Linked DNA regions of Triticum aestivum: region 1 is linked to region 2. A link is a contact called in public Hi-C data. All regions are on one chromosome and are shown on one strand. Each heading gives the region's core, a stretch centred on a gene start, on an enhancer-like site or on the middle of the called end of the contact. The rest is flanking DNA. Distances are from core to core; before and after follow the strand shown. Region 1 holds the start of LOC123132713 (transcription factor MYBC1). Region 2 has its middle 160 kb from the start of LOC123132713.

What was found. Hi-C and Micro-C count contacts between places; a contact is called where the count stands out from the background.
Region 1: a Hi-C map of leaf shows a contact between it and region 2, with 5 times the contacts expected there. The contact joins the promoter of LOC123132713 here to the enhancer-like site in region 2. A contact is called at or near these places in 2 of 5 Hi-C or Micro-C datasets (both in leaf) and 1 of 1 datasets of contacts at active chromatin or transcription factors (leaf).

The regions. Positions count from the first base shown.
Region 1 is chr1B:478,841,893-478,847,950 of IWGSC CS RefSeq v2.1, forward strand. LOC123132713 (transcription factor MYBC1) reads left to right here and starts at 1,766. Exons shown (of 1, transcript XM_044552535.1): 1 at 1,766-4,042. The coding sequence starts at 2,179. The coding sequence ends at 3,105.
Region 2 is chr1B:478,680,743-478,686,875 of IWGSC CS RefSeq v2.1, forward strand. No RefSeq gene overlaps it. Among protein-coding and RNA genes, the nearest start is that of LOC123132713, 160 kb to the right of the region's middle. Within about 2 kb of position 4,524, at least 1 of the 8 cell types and tissues checked has an H3K27ac peak or open chromatin away from gene starts, as enhancers often do. A contact at or near this core is called in leaf, where this site is marked.

The DNA of each region.
Region 1 (6,058 bases), core at 516-3,015, 160 kb after region 2:
GTAAAAATAGTCTCTTTTAGAGGCTAAAGTTCCAAGCACCCCTGACTAAAGAGAGGCTAGAACTAGTCTTGAGGCTAAAAAATTGTACTCATAGGAAACCTACTAAAATATGTATTAGCCCTCTCTCTCCTCATTTAATTCCTCTCCTTTAACATATGCGAGTTCTGGATTGGAGGGTTTGTAGGATAATAAATGCTCAATAACTTGATTTTAGTTTCTTTAGTATTTGGATCCAAGCATGGGTGAGGCTAGCAAGTTTTAGTCCCACTACTTTTAGTCATGGGACTAAAACGTATCCAAGCACCCTCTAAATATTTTTGGACGGAGGTAAGTACTAAATATTCTGAACCATTATTAGTCGTAAGACTTGGATAACAGCACCAATCAATTGCAGTAAAACGGCTGTCCCCGGCTTAATTGCCACGGTCGAGAACAAATCCAAATTGAATCCTGCCTTTTCTCAATTATTAGTACTATTACCACTTCCCTTTTCTGTGCAGAAAGAAAAAAGAAGCTGCGAGAGTAGACCCAATAGGCCATGTTTGGATCACCCATGACTAAAAGTAGTCCCATGACCCAATAGCCGGGGACAGCCGTTTCTTGATTGAAAGCGAGATTGGTGGATTTTATAGTACCCATAGAAACAAACGGTGAGAATGCAAGGAGCCTTTGACCGGTCCAATCACAATCAAATCGAGTGAATACGATTTTTTAAGCCCTGTTTGGTTCATAAGTCCTAAGACTTTTTTAGTCCCAACTTATAAATCTCAAGTCCCTAAAAAGTCCCTACCTGTTTGATTCCTGGGACTTATAAGTCCCTATAAGACCATATTACAACTATAAGTCCCTCCTTGAGAGTCTTATTTCATAAGTCCCAAATGCCCACTATAAGTCCCTATAAATCCCTCCTGTTTGGTTTAAATGGGACTTATAGGGACTTTTTTAAGTCCCTAAAGCCAATAAGTCCCTGGAAACAAACACCCTCTAAGTACTTCCTCTATAAACTAATATAATATCATAGTGATCTAAACATTTTTATATTAATTTACGGAGGGAGTAACTTTTAACCGGAACAGCAACATGAGATTCACTCAACCAAATCCTACTACTGCTACATTCCTAGATGCTGAACGGCTGTACCTGCGGCAGTAGCAGCAGCAGCAGCTAGGTGGGAGCACGTACGAGATCCAGCCCCCCCCCCCCCCCCCCCCCCACCCCCACCCCTTGCGTAGATAGATCCAGTCGGTCCACACGATCGATCCGTCCTCCGTCCGTCCGTCCATCCATCCAGGCAACGCGGGACGCGAGAGATATCCACCTCGATCGACCCCGAGGGCACACGAGCCACACGAGATTCCCCCTCCCCACCACTCCCGCTCCCTGGTTCCGTTCGGTTGGGTGTGATCCGGCGAGACGAGGCGAGCGACATGTCCACATGAGGACAAACCAAACTCCAGCTAAGAAGATATCTCCCCGTCGTCTCGTCCCGTCTCGTCCTTTTCCAGTCCAATGTTTTTGTTTTGTCATCCTGTGTGTGATGCATGTGTAGATACGTGCCCCGGAAATCCCGGGAAAACGAAATCTCCCGACTTATCTTTTTCATTTTCTCTTTATTACTCGTATTTATCTAGGATATGTAGGAGGAGATGGGAAAGGGGGAGGAGAATCACACATAATTGAGTGTGAAGGCAGGACCAACAAGCGAGCAAACAAACAAAGCAACCAGGGATAACACAAAAATAGCTTTAAAGCCAGACAGAGGCAGGGCAGGGCAGGGCGGGGCAGCCCACTAGTTGAACTACACCGCACCACTCCCGAACTCGTGAGATACTCTCCTCCTCACTCATCATCGGCCTAGCGTCCATCCTAGAGAGAGAGAGAGGGGGAAGGGGCGGAAAAGGTGTGAGCAGATTGTTGATAGATAGGGGGGGAGAGAGAAAAGAGGGGGATATCACAGCAGCAGCCGCAGCAGCGGGCAGAAAGAAAGACCCAAACGAGTGAGAGAGGAGAGAGAGAGACGAAAGCTTAGAAGAAGAGAGATCCACCTCGAAGTAACCCCCTCCCTCCTCCCCATCCTCTCCTTCCTCCCCACGCCCTCCTCCCGTGCTCTCTCGCTTGCTGCTGCCAGCGGAGGACTGCGGCCAAGCCGGCGAATTGCTCTGCTCCGGGCTTGGGAGGATGAGGGAGGAGGAGGAGCCAAGCTGGTTCGCGCGCTTCGACGAGGACCTGCCGGCGCCGGACGAGCTCATGCCGCTCTCGCAGTCGCTCATCACCCGCGATCTCGCCGCCGCCTTCGACATCCCCACGCACGGCGGGGGCGGCCCGCTCAGCGGCGGCGCTGACGGCGCGGGCGGCCAGGAGATGAACGGCGGCGCGTCGTCGGCCGCCGGCTCCAGCGGCGGAAACGGCGGCGGCAACGGGGAGGAGCCGGCCAGGACCCTCAAGCGGCCGCGCCTCGTGTGGACGCCGCAGCTGCACAAGCGGTTCGTCGACGCCGTGGCGCACCTCGGCATCAAGAACGCCGTGCCCAAGACCATAATGCAGCTGATGAGCGTGGACGGCCTCACGCGCGAGAACGTCGCGTCCCACCTCCAGAAGTACCGCCTCTACCTCAAGCGCATGCAGGGGCTCGGCAACGGCGGCGGCGGCGGGGGAGGCAGCCACTCCTCCGGCTCCGGGACCGACGCGGCCACCGAGCACCTCTTCGCCACCGGGCCCTCCCCGTTCCTCCCGCCCGGCCGCGGCCCGGCCGTCGCCGACCCTTACACTCCATACGCCGCCATGCCCGCCCACCCCGCCGCGCACCACCATCACCACCACCCGCAGCAGATCGCCCACTTCCACCACCCCGCCGCGCGCCCGCTCGGCCACTACGGCGCCGGGCCAGGCGGCGGCTTCGACCACGGGTTCCTGAGCCGCGCCGTGGCCAGCGGCGCGCCAGTCGGCCCGCCCGGGATGCACCACCGCATGGTCGGCGGCGGGGCCGCGATGGGGATGATGGCGCCGTCGTCTTTCGCCGAGGAGCTGGAGCTCGGGTCCCGCGGCGGCGGCGGCGGCGGCGGGCGCCGGGAGCTGACGCTGTTCCCGACTTCCGGCGAGCACTGAGTGTCGACATCGACGGTGACCGGCATCGAATGGCGGAGGGGCATCCGTCCGTCCGTCCGTCCTCCTCGGGTATATAAAATTCGTTTTCCCCTCTGCCGCCGCCGCTACTTCCCACAGATCGGCATAGAATCCCAGCAAGATTCACCACATCGTCATATCATAGAGGCCAAGAATTCTTGGGAATTAGCGCTCCGCCACCCATCCAATCCATCCATATTTTCTATCTATCTCTCTCTTCGCCAGTGCTTCTGTTCTGTTCTTGTGTTGCGGATATTTGTCATTGCTGTCCCGTTCTCTCCTTGTTCTTTGCTGTTGATGACATAAAGCTTAGCCCTAGAGACAATTATTTTAGACGGTAAAAAAGTTGTGAAAATTTGCTGCCTGCTAGTACTTTCATTCATGCCGTTGGTTCTCTGAGTAAAATTCAATCCTTGCGAATTGCGCGGAGGATCCAGGGGCCAGTCTGCTCTGCTCATCTCGGCGACTGACACTTGGTCCTTGAGTGATGCAACCATCTGCATGTGAGCTGTGATCCCTCCAAACAAGTGATGCAATCATCTACCATTGCAGATTGCATAGGTGAGTTGAGTAGAGATGATATAGGCAGGATTGAATAATATCAAGGACCCACCCACCCTGAGGTTGGAGGTGAATAAGTTTGAGAATTAAGTTTGTTTGTACCGGCATGATGACAATATAGCTCCTCGTCCTTTGGGCATCAGAGGATGAACATGTGTAGCAAAGGAAGGTTGCACTAGTTGCTCTTACATTCTGCTGCTTCTAGGATCATGATCAGAGCAACTCAAATTGGAGTTTCTTATGGTAGTAGTGTAGTAATCATTTGTAAATTTTCTCTTTTCCCTTCTAAAAGCTTCTTGTTTCTTGTAGCGCCAATAATAACAAAATAAATTAAAACTGAAAACCTTGTTGAATTGTGCGAGGACAGTGATGCTTAATTGGGAGTATGTTCAAATCAATAGTACTACTGGTACAGTATTTTCCTGTCCTGCGACATGGCCTCATCTCCCAATGCATGAAGGCGTCACACTGTTCACCACCAGGCGTAGATCATGAATTCCTAAGCTGGCAGTGTACACCTGATCATCTGAGCAACTTGGCAGTGGTAATTTATCAGGGCAGGTTAGAGCTCGTGTGGTAACATGGATCTGAATTCTCAAACACTCGCTGACTTGCCAGTGACGATCAGAGAGTACTACGATGTCATGTGATTTGCTCAACCACATTCCCCGTAGCCATCTAGGAGTATGTAGCGCAGGCAGGAGTGTATCTGATCTGATCTGATCTGTATTGGCGTTGACGAGTCCGAAGAAAGATATGTGGATGGATTGGGGGAGCCGCTGCGGCATTGATTTTCCGAGGACGGAGGGGCGGGGTTCGTGTTGCTGTTAGGGGCGTGACCTGGCATTAAGTGATGTGACCACGAGAGCGACCAAGGCGTTAATGGGAAAAAAATCTATGCGGATCGGCCCATCCCCCGCAGGTAAAGAAAGCGAGGTGTGTGGATTTTGTTCAGGTGAGCGACGACGAGGACTTGTCTTGTCCCCCACCCATCCCCTCCCCTCCCCTCCCCTCCCCTCCCCTCCCTCGGGACATGCTACGGTAGCATTGCTTGCTTGGTTTTCCACCATCTCTGACTGCTCTTTACTTTCCCGGTTCTCCCCTCCCACACACAACGGGTTGGTGAATGAATCGGCGCAGCAGCGGCAGGGAGCGGGTCAGTGTCTAGCGTCAAAAAATCTCATCATCGGACACGAAAACGCACGGTTGGAATCGTTTGGTTTTACGTATGATTCAACGACTTGGAGCCGTGCGCCCGCGCGACTGACCAGGTTCGCCAGTCGTGTTCCCATGGTATGAGCACAACAAGGGCGAGCTCGCGCTTCTCGCGCGGGGACACCGTGTGAAATCCAGTGACCACCTCACATTTCCTGTAAAAAAGGCTTAAAAGTTCAGTGTTATTTCATCTATGTCTGATCAATGTTAGATACAATACGTATTAGAGTGTGCTCTTTTGGCGAACCAATCTGTGGTTGGATGCTTATGAGGACAGTGGTATCCCTAGCCCACCAGGGTCAAGTCCTAGTCTCACATTGGTGCTTGCATTATTTCTGGATTTATTTCAGGCTTTCGGTGGTGTTTGTTCACTGGGACCAGACATTTCCATCGACTACCAGGTGCCTATGGTGACTTCCTAAAATTTCAAGATGCTATGCCGCCTCGGCCTGGTGACCGTATGCTCGTGTATGTGAGCGACTTCAATTGTATTGTGTTCAAAACAAAAAGTGTGTGCACTTTTGGCTACCGGGTAACAAGAAATCATAGTATCTACCAGTTTTAGGAAATTTTGAAACAAATCACATATGCACATGATGTAGAACCTTCTATTTTCTTTGGAGTCACACATTGGATTTTAGGTTTGAGTTTTCCTTCAGTATACCACCGTTAAAAGTTTACATGAATCGTAAAGTTACTTTAAAAAACTATCATTATATCAAAAGGCAGATCAAACGAATTGAATACATTGATTTGGACACAAAAGACTATATTACCCTTTTATTTGAAGGGGTAATTTCTAATCTCCATCTTTAATCTGCGGGGGATCATTATCTCTGTTTTTTTGTGGGGGGTCATTATCTATGTTTAACATTATGCCACTAGTAATTGTTGAGCATACTTGCTCCTTCCTCCCGTTATCTTCGTTTCATGTTATCGCTCCATAGGATTACTGAGCACATTAACTCCTTCCTCCCGTTATTTTTGTTTCATGCTATCGCTCCATAGGTCTTATCCTACCGATAATTACGGAGCACATTTACACCTTCCTCCCGTTATTTTTGTTTCATGCTATCGCTCCATAGGTCTTATCCTACCGATAATTATGGAGCACATTTACACCTTCCTCCCGTTATCTTTGCTCCACGTTATCACTTTA
Region 2 (6,133 bases), core at 3,274-5,773:
ATAATTCTCAAACTTGTTCCCATTTTTTGAAATATTGGAATACTTTATGAACTCGTGGACATTTTTTGGAAATACAGGAACTCATTCAAATTTATGGACATTTTTGTATTTGGGAAAATTTAAAATTCATGAACAGTGTTTAAAATGCAAGAAATTTTATCAAATTTGTGAACATTTTTTAAGCTAGGAACCAATTTTAAATTCTTGAACATTTTTTAATATAAGTACATATTTGAAGTTCATGACCATTTAAAAAAATGGGAACAGTTTCCAAAATTTTACCTTGTCGGAAATACGGGAACAATTTTCAAATCCATCAACATTTTTTGAATATGGAAATAATTTCAATATTTTTTGAACTTTATTAAAGTAAAGGGATAATGTTTGAATTCATGAACATTTTATTGAAATATGGATGACATTTAAATTTGTTAACATTTTTTTAACTATGGGAACATTTTTTTAATTCAGGAGCAGCTTTTGAAATGCAAGATATTTGGAACAATTTTTTGATGCGTGAACATTTTTAAAATATCGGGACAATTCCCAAATATGTGAACATTTTTTCAAATATGGGGGAAAACAAAATCATGGCCATTTTTTGAATCAAGGGACATTTTTCAAATTCATGAACTCTTTTTTAAATCATGGGAATAATTTATTTATTTATTTAACTACACTAATAATTTTCTTAGTCATGAAGTTTTTTTGAAATATGTTAAAAATTAAATTCAAAAACATTTTTTGTAATCTGGGAATATTTCTAAAATTTCTCAACATTTTTAAAAATTAAGAGCTGTTTTACAATTTCACAAATTCTTTTTGAAATTCATAAACATCTTTCAATCTTTAACCTTTTTTTCAAAATTCAAATGATTTTTTGAAATACAGAACATTTTTAAAGAAAAAAAACTAAAACCAAAACAAAAATAAAAATAAAAATGAAGAAATAACGGGGCACCCGCCCCGCATATTAGTCGGCCCAAAACCGCGCATGGTGTTTAGGAGGGGGGAGGGGAGCGTGTGAACGCGCGGGGGCGGAGCCAGGATTTGGGTATAGGGGGGGCCAAACCAAGTATGGATAAAAAAATCCAGTACAAAAGATGATTATCGAGAACAAGGTTGAGCACTTGCACATCAGTTTCATTAACAATTTGACAATTCGAAGCAACCGGCTTAGAAAACAAATTAATCTTAATGGTGTTTGGCAGCTTTTTTTTCCGCAACGTTTGGTACGTTTTTACTCCTCATAAGACAGGAATCTCAGTTTCAGAAGCAACCAGCTTAGAGAACGAATTAATCTTAATGATGTTTGTCAGCGTCTTTTCTCTTCATAGTTGAGGAATTTTAATTTCTTAATTCTATACTCATATAGTTGACATAAGAAGTTTTTACACCACAAAAAGGAACTCATACAAGATCATCTGCATCCCGAAAATTTCTAGGATGCGTACAAGATATGAATTCTTGATAGCATCTCAAATCCCGAAATAAAACAACTAGATCTAATGTATAATTTCAAAACTGATATGAGATGAAAATCAAGAGAAATTAGTATACTGTGATGTGCTAACCTGCTAGTTTGTTGGCTGAACTAGTGAAGTATGTTGCGTCTCCAACTCGCCGTATGAATCAGATTGTGAGAAGCAGAGTAGGCAGTAGGGGATCAGAGTTAGACCGGCGGCAAGGGCACACGGCAGCAGCGGCAGCAGCGCCTAATCTCTACCCTCGTACAAGCTAATTACGGACGAAAGAACGGAGTCCAGGAGACTAGATCGGAGGTTACATTGTCAACTGGCCGCTAATGGACTTTTACTATGGGCTTTTTTCTCTTCTTTTTGTAAAGTGCACATTAATAGCTTGAGATTAGGGGGGGGGGGCAACTACGTTGTACGTGCGATTATGGGCTCGTTGCATGTACGTCTCCAAGTATATAGCTCGATCCTTGGGGGGAGGGGGGCTGGCCCCGGCTTGCCCCCCCTTGGCTCGCCATTGTGAACGCGTTTGCACCCTGTCCCCCGCATGGGTCGGGGAATAGGTGCTCCCCCTAGACCGAACCGGGGTTGATACACTTTGCATTTGGCTCGTGTTTTTCAACCCCTTGTGATTTGAGGGACCATTTTCTGGGCCTGACTCGATGGTGTTGAGCTCTATGTCATCGTTGTTAACGGTGTCTTTATTACAAGTGTCATTGAAGTGGGTATTGGCTCCTTATGGCTTGGGTCCCTTTGCTTCTTGTCCTCTTGTTGACTTTTTGTTTATATTTTCATTTGCTATTTTGACTTGTTGATCATAACAATTTGCTTGGACTTATTCCGCAGTCCCTCCGTTCCAAAATACTTGTCGTGGTTTTAGTTCAAATATGAACTAAAATGGCAACGAGTATTTTGGACGGAGGGAGTAGAATTAAGTGTGACCATCAAATATTACCAATCATTTCTGAAACAATACATGTATAAATATACATTTCATTATACTACCAGAAAAATATTCAAGCCTAAAAACAAAATGTCTAATAAACACACAAAAAATCAAAAACCGGCAGAAACCAAAAACACACCTAAAAAACAAATAACAAACATAGCAGAGGAAAACCATGGAGAAACCAATGAAAACTGGTAAACCAGGGGGGCCAGGAAATATGCCAGGCCCATTCAGACGCTGCCCTGTGCGTCTAGTACTCTCTCGCAGCCCAGCCATATTTGAACTCGGGCAGTATTTTTCTAAACCACTCGCACCATTCCCTAAGAAAATCTCATGTCTCTTGTCTCAAAAAAGAGAAAGAAAAAAGCTCACATAGTAAACTGCAACCGAGCTCTGCCCCCCAGACCAGAATCCAGTGTACCTACGATACAGCACATTCGGGGCGGACCTCAAGCTCAACCTCAACCAGCCCCACCACATTCTCTACATCCCACGCATATAAAAACAGTTTGAGCCCATATCTACAGGATTAGATTAGTCACCTCCCCCCGTGATCGCATTAGGGCATGAGCTCACTGCCACCAAGTGGCGCGCATTTTAAAACGCAATCAGATTCTCTCGGCTGCACCAATGGAATGGCAGCCATGATTGGGGCCCCGTACTAGTATAACTTATCTCCCCGCCTCGTGGATAGGTGTATCAGTGTGTGTGTACATATTCGTTCGTTGTAAACAAATTAAATTAGCCACTAACTAATCATACAGTGTGTTTGTGTGTGTGTGAGAGAGATCTTGATCCTTGAACAATAAAATAGGTGTTGATTGAGGAGCTGGGGCCAAATAAGATATGCAATGGCAGCATCTCCCGGTTCATGTATCCCCAGCAAGAAGCATCTCTTGTCTGTGTTTGCATACGTCCTGATCTACTCCAAGATCTTGGTGCGTGGGTGGGTGCGACGATGATGGATGCATGCGCTCCGCCCTCCAGATCCTCTGAACCTTCCTTCTGTCCTGCTACATATGTACTCCCTCCGTATGGAAGTGAACTCCACATAGTAGTATATTATACAGAATTAGTCAAGCAGAGTTGTTCCGATGTAGCTAACCACACTGAGCTAGAACCTAGAAGTAACTGAATTTCCACTCTGAAATCATTTTTCCTTCGGACTGCCTGCCCAAGTGACGACCCTATCTCTCCATTCCTTCAACCTGCAGGCTGCAGGTAGGTCGCTAACCTGCCAACGGAGGAGGCATGGCACGGTGATTAGAGTATTCTTCTTCTAACGCTACTAGTAGTTGATTAGCGTCCGTCCAGGAGAATATATATATCCTGGACCGACAATAGGAGCATGACCTTACAACAAACAGTACAGCAGTACACCACTAAGCAGCTGGATCAGGATGTGCGCTCTCTGACGCCACACATGCTGACACGCAGCATTAGAAAGTTTCCCTGACACCAACTGTACTAGTACTAATATAGGCCGAAATCAAATGGGCGTTAGTGATAATAAACATATGATCTTCTGGTTTCTGATGCACAAAAACGCCCAGGCTGGACTAGTACTTACTAAAATCCAGTTGACATCTAAGCATGTGCCTTGATGTGATGCAACCATATCTTACTGTCTATAATAGCTGTTCTCTCTCTTGGACTCTTGGTCTTGGAAGCTATCTATTTCCCCTTTCCCAGCTGAGCTGAGTTCATCTCCTGTTGAAACAGCGGCACAAGGATTTGCAGCTTGGATACATCCTTGGGGCCTTTTGTGAGTGGGTTGGGATTGATCTTGGCGCCACTGTTACCCCCTGGTTCCATGAGGGAATAAAAGCGGTTCACTGTCTGGGAAATGGAGTTGTTATCTATCTGGTTCTGATTGTGGTTGGGAACTTGAGTCAGCAACAAACATCCAAAGGTGATGCTGTCATGCCAGAAGACTGGCCACAACAAGACAGTTGAGCAAAACCCACTCCAGTCATGTCCATTGGTCAGTCGACTAATCAACGTCTGGAGCCCAGAATTCACCATCTCTGTAGTGTACCACATCCCAGATTGATTTATAGCCATCTCTGTCACTGCTTTAGTTAAACTCAGCAAGTGCAGATGTGCACAAGTAAGTGAGAGCTAATTCAAATCCCACCACCAAGTGCTGTCACTGTTCACATCAGTACATCACCACCCACATCTGGACCACTTGGAAGTCTGAGAAGAACAAACAAACAAGCAAGCAGCAGGTAGCAGCAAAGCCTGGGCAGTCCATGAAAGAGCTTTCAGCTGCTTGCCATGATGGTGACTAGTAATTAACAATTGCCAACTACACTAGTAATAAGAGTGGCTTGAGTGCTAGGCAATGCTTAGCTCCCAGTCAACTTTTTATCCTCTCCTCTAGAGGGGCGCCAGCCTTTGGATTAAACTAGACGGGATTAGCAAGGGAATGTTACTTTCTTGGCATCACAAAGCAAGCATGTCTGCTCTAGTTTATTATTGATGATTCCATCAGCAGAACCTAAGCAGCAGTGGTGAAAGAAAGATAGTGGTGGCCGCAGTTTGACCGGACCTAGCTTAGCTGCTACTACTGATAGATCACTTGTGCGTGTTACTTTGGGCCTGCCTAACTCCAGGGAATTTGCGAGCTGCTTTTCACGAGTTAGATTTTCTAGACGAATCTGCAGATGCTGTGCCCACCAATAACTACTATCCTAGAGCAGACAGAATATAAATTCAGAAAGCTACTTCTATCTCGGTGATCTAGGCCCTCCTTCAAAAAGCCAAGAATCCAAAGTTATTATTAGCAATTAGTACAAGATGAGAACTAGGGAATACTAAACAGCATCAAACCAAAACAAAATGCTTGGTCACAAGACAAAATTAGTATCCTTTGCTTCTATTTTTGATGATTTAATAAAGATAGTACTCCCTCCGTAAGGAAATACAAGAGCGTATAGATCACTACTTTAGTGAACAGAGGAAATAGTAAGCAGGACAGGCCTGTTTTGTCCTATCTGAAAATTCTGCTGCTGTTAGTGAAAACATGTGAAGGTGATAATAGAAGAAATGATGGTTTGGTGGGGGAGAGGGTTCAGATCTGCCACATCAATACCTTGTACAGGCAGCTAAACCAACAGCTCTGCGGCGTCAAAGCCACCATGTCCCTCTCACCGAAATATAATGGAAAGAATCTGAGGGTCGCCATCGCCGGACAGAATCGCTGTCATTATGCAATCTTCATGCTAGCTGATAGCCCGGAAATCTCCGGCTTCCGCTTTGTTTATCACTGCCAAAGCAATCGTTGGCATGATTGTTAATCAATCTATCTATGGCTGGCTTTTCCCAACACGAACACCGCCGTACCTACATGTAGCAGCTCTTAAAATAACGGCCACGCCCGATCTCCCCTGAGTTGTATAATCAATTATGGTCATGATGATAAGGCGGAACAAACAAAAGGATCAACGCATGACTTGTCAAGATAAATACAGTGCCGATTTGGCCTTGTTTAATCGGGGAGGTGAAGATTCGCCGTCGACCGGAAATTGTTTTATGACAATGATATGCTATATATATTTTGGAGGAAAAGTGGTCACATGAAAACTTATGGCTAGATTCTTCTCTGGGCCAATAGTATACTCTCTTGTGACCGGAAGCTATTCGATCCGTTGCCTTTGGCCCTGTTTTGCAAACGTTGACCGTAACTTTATACTATCATTTACTT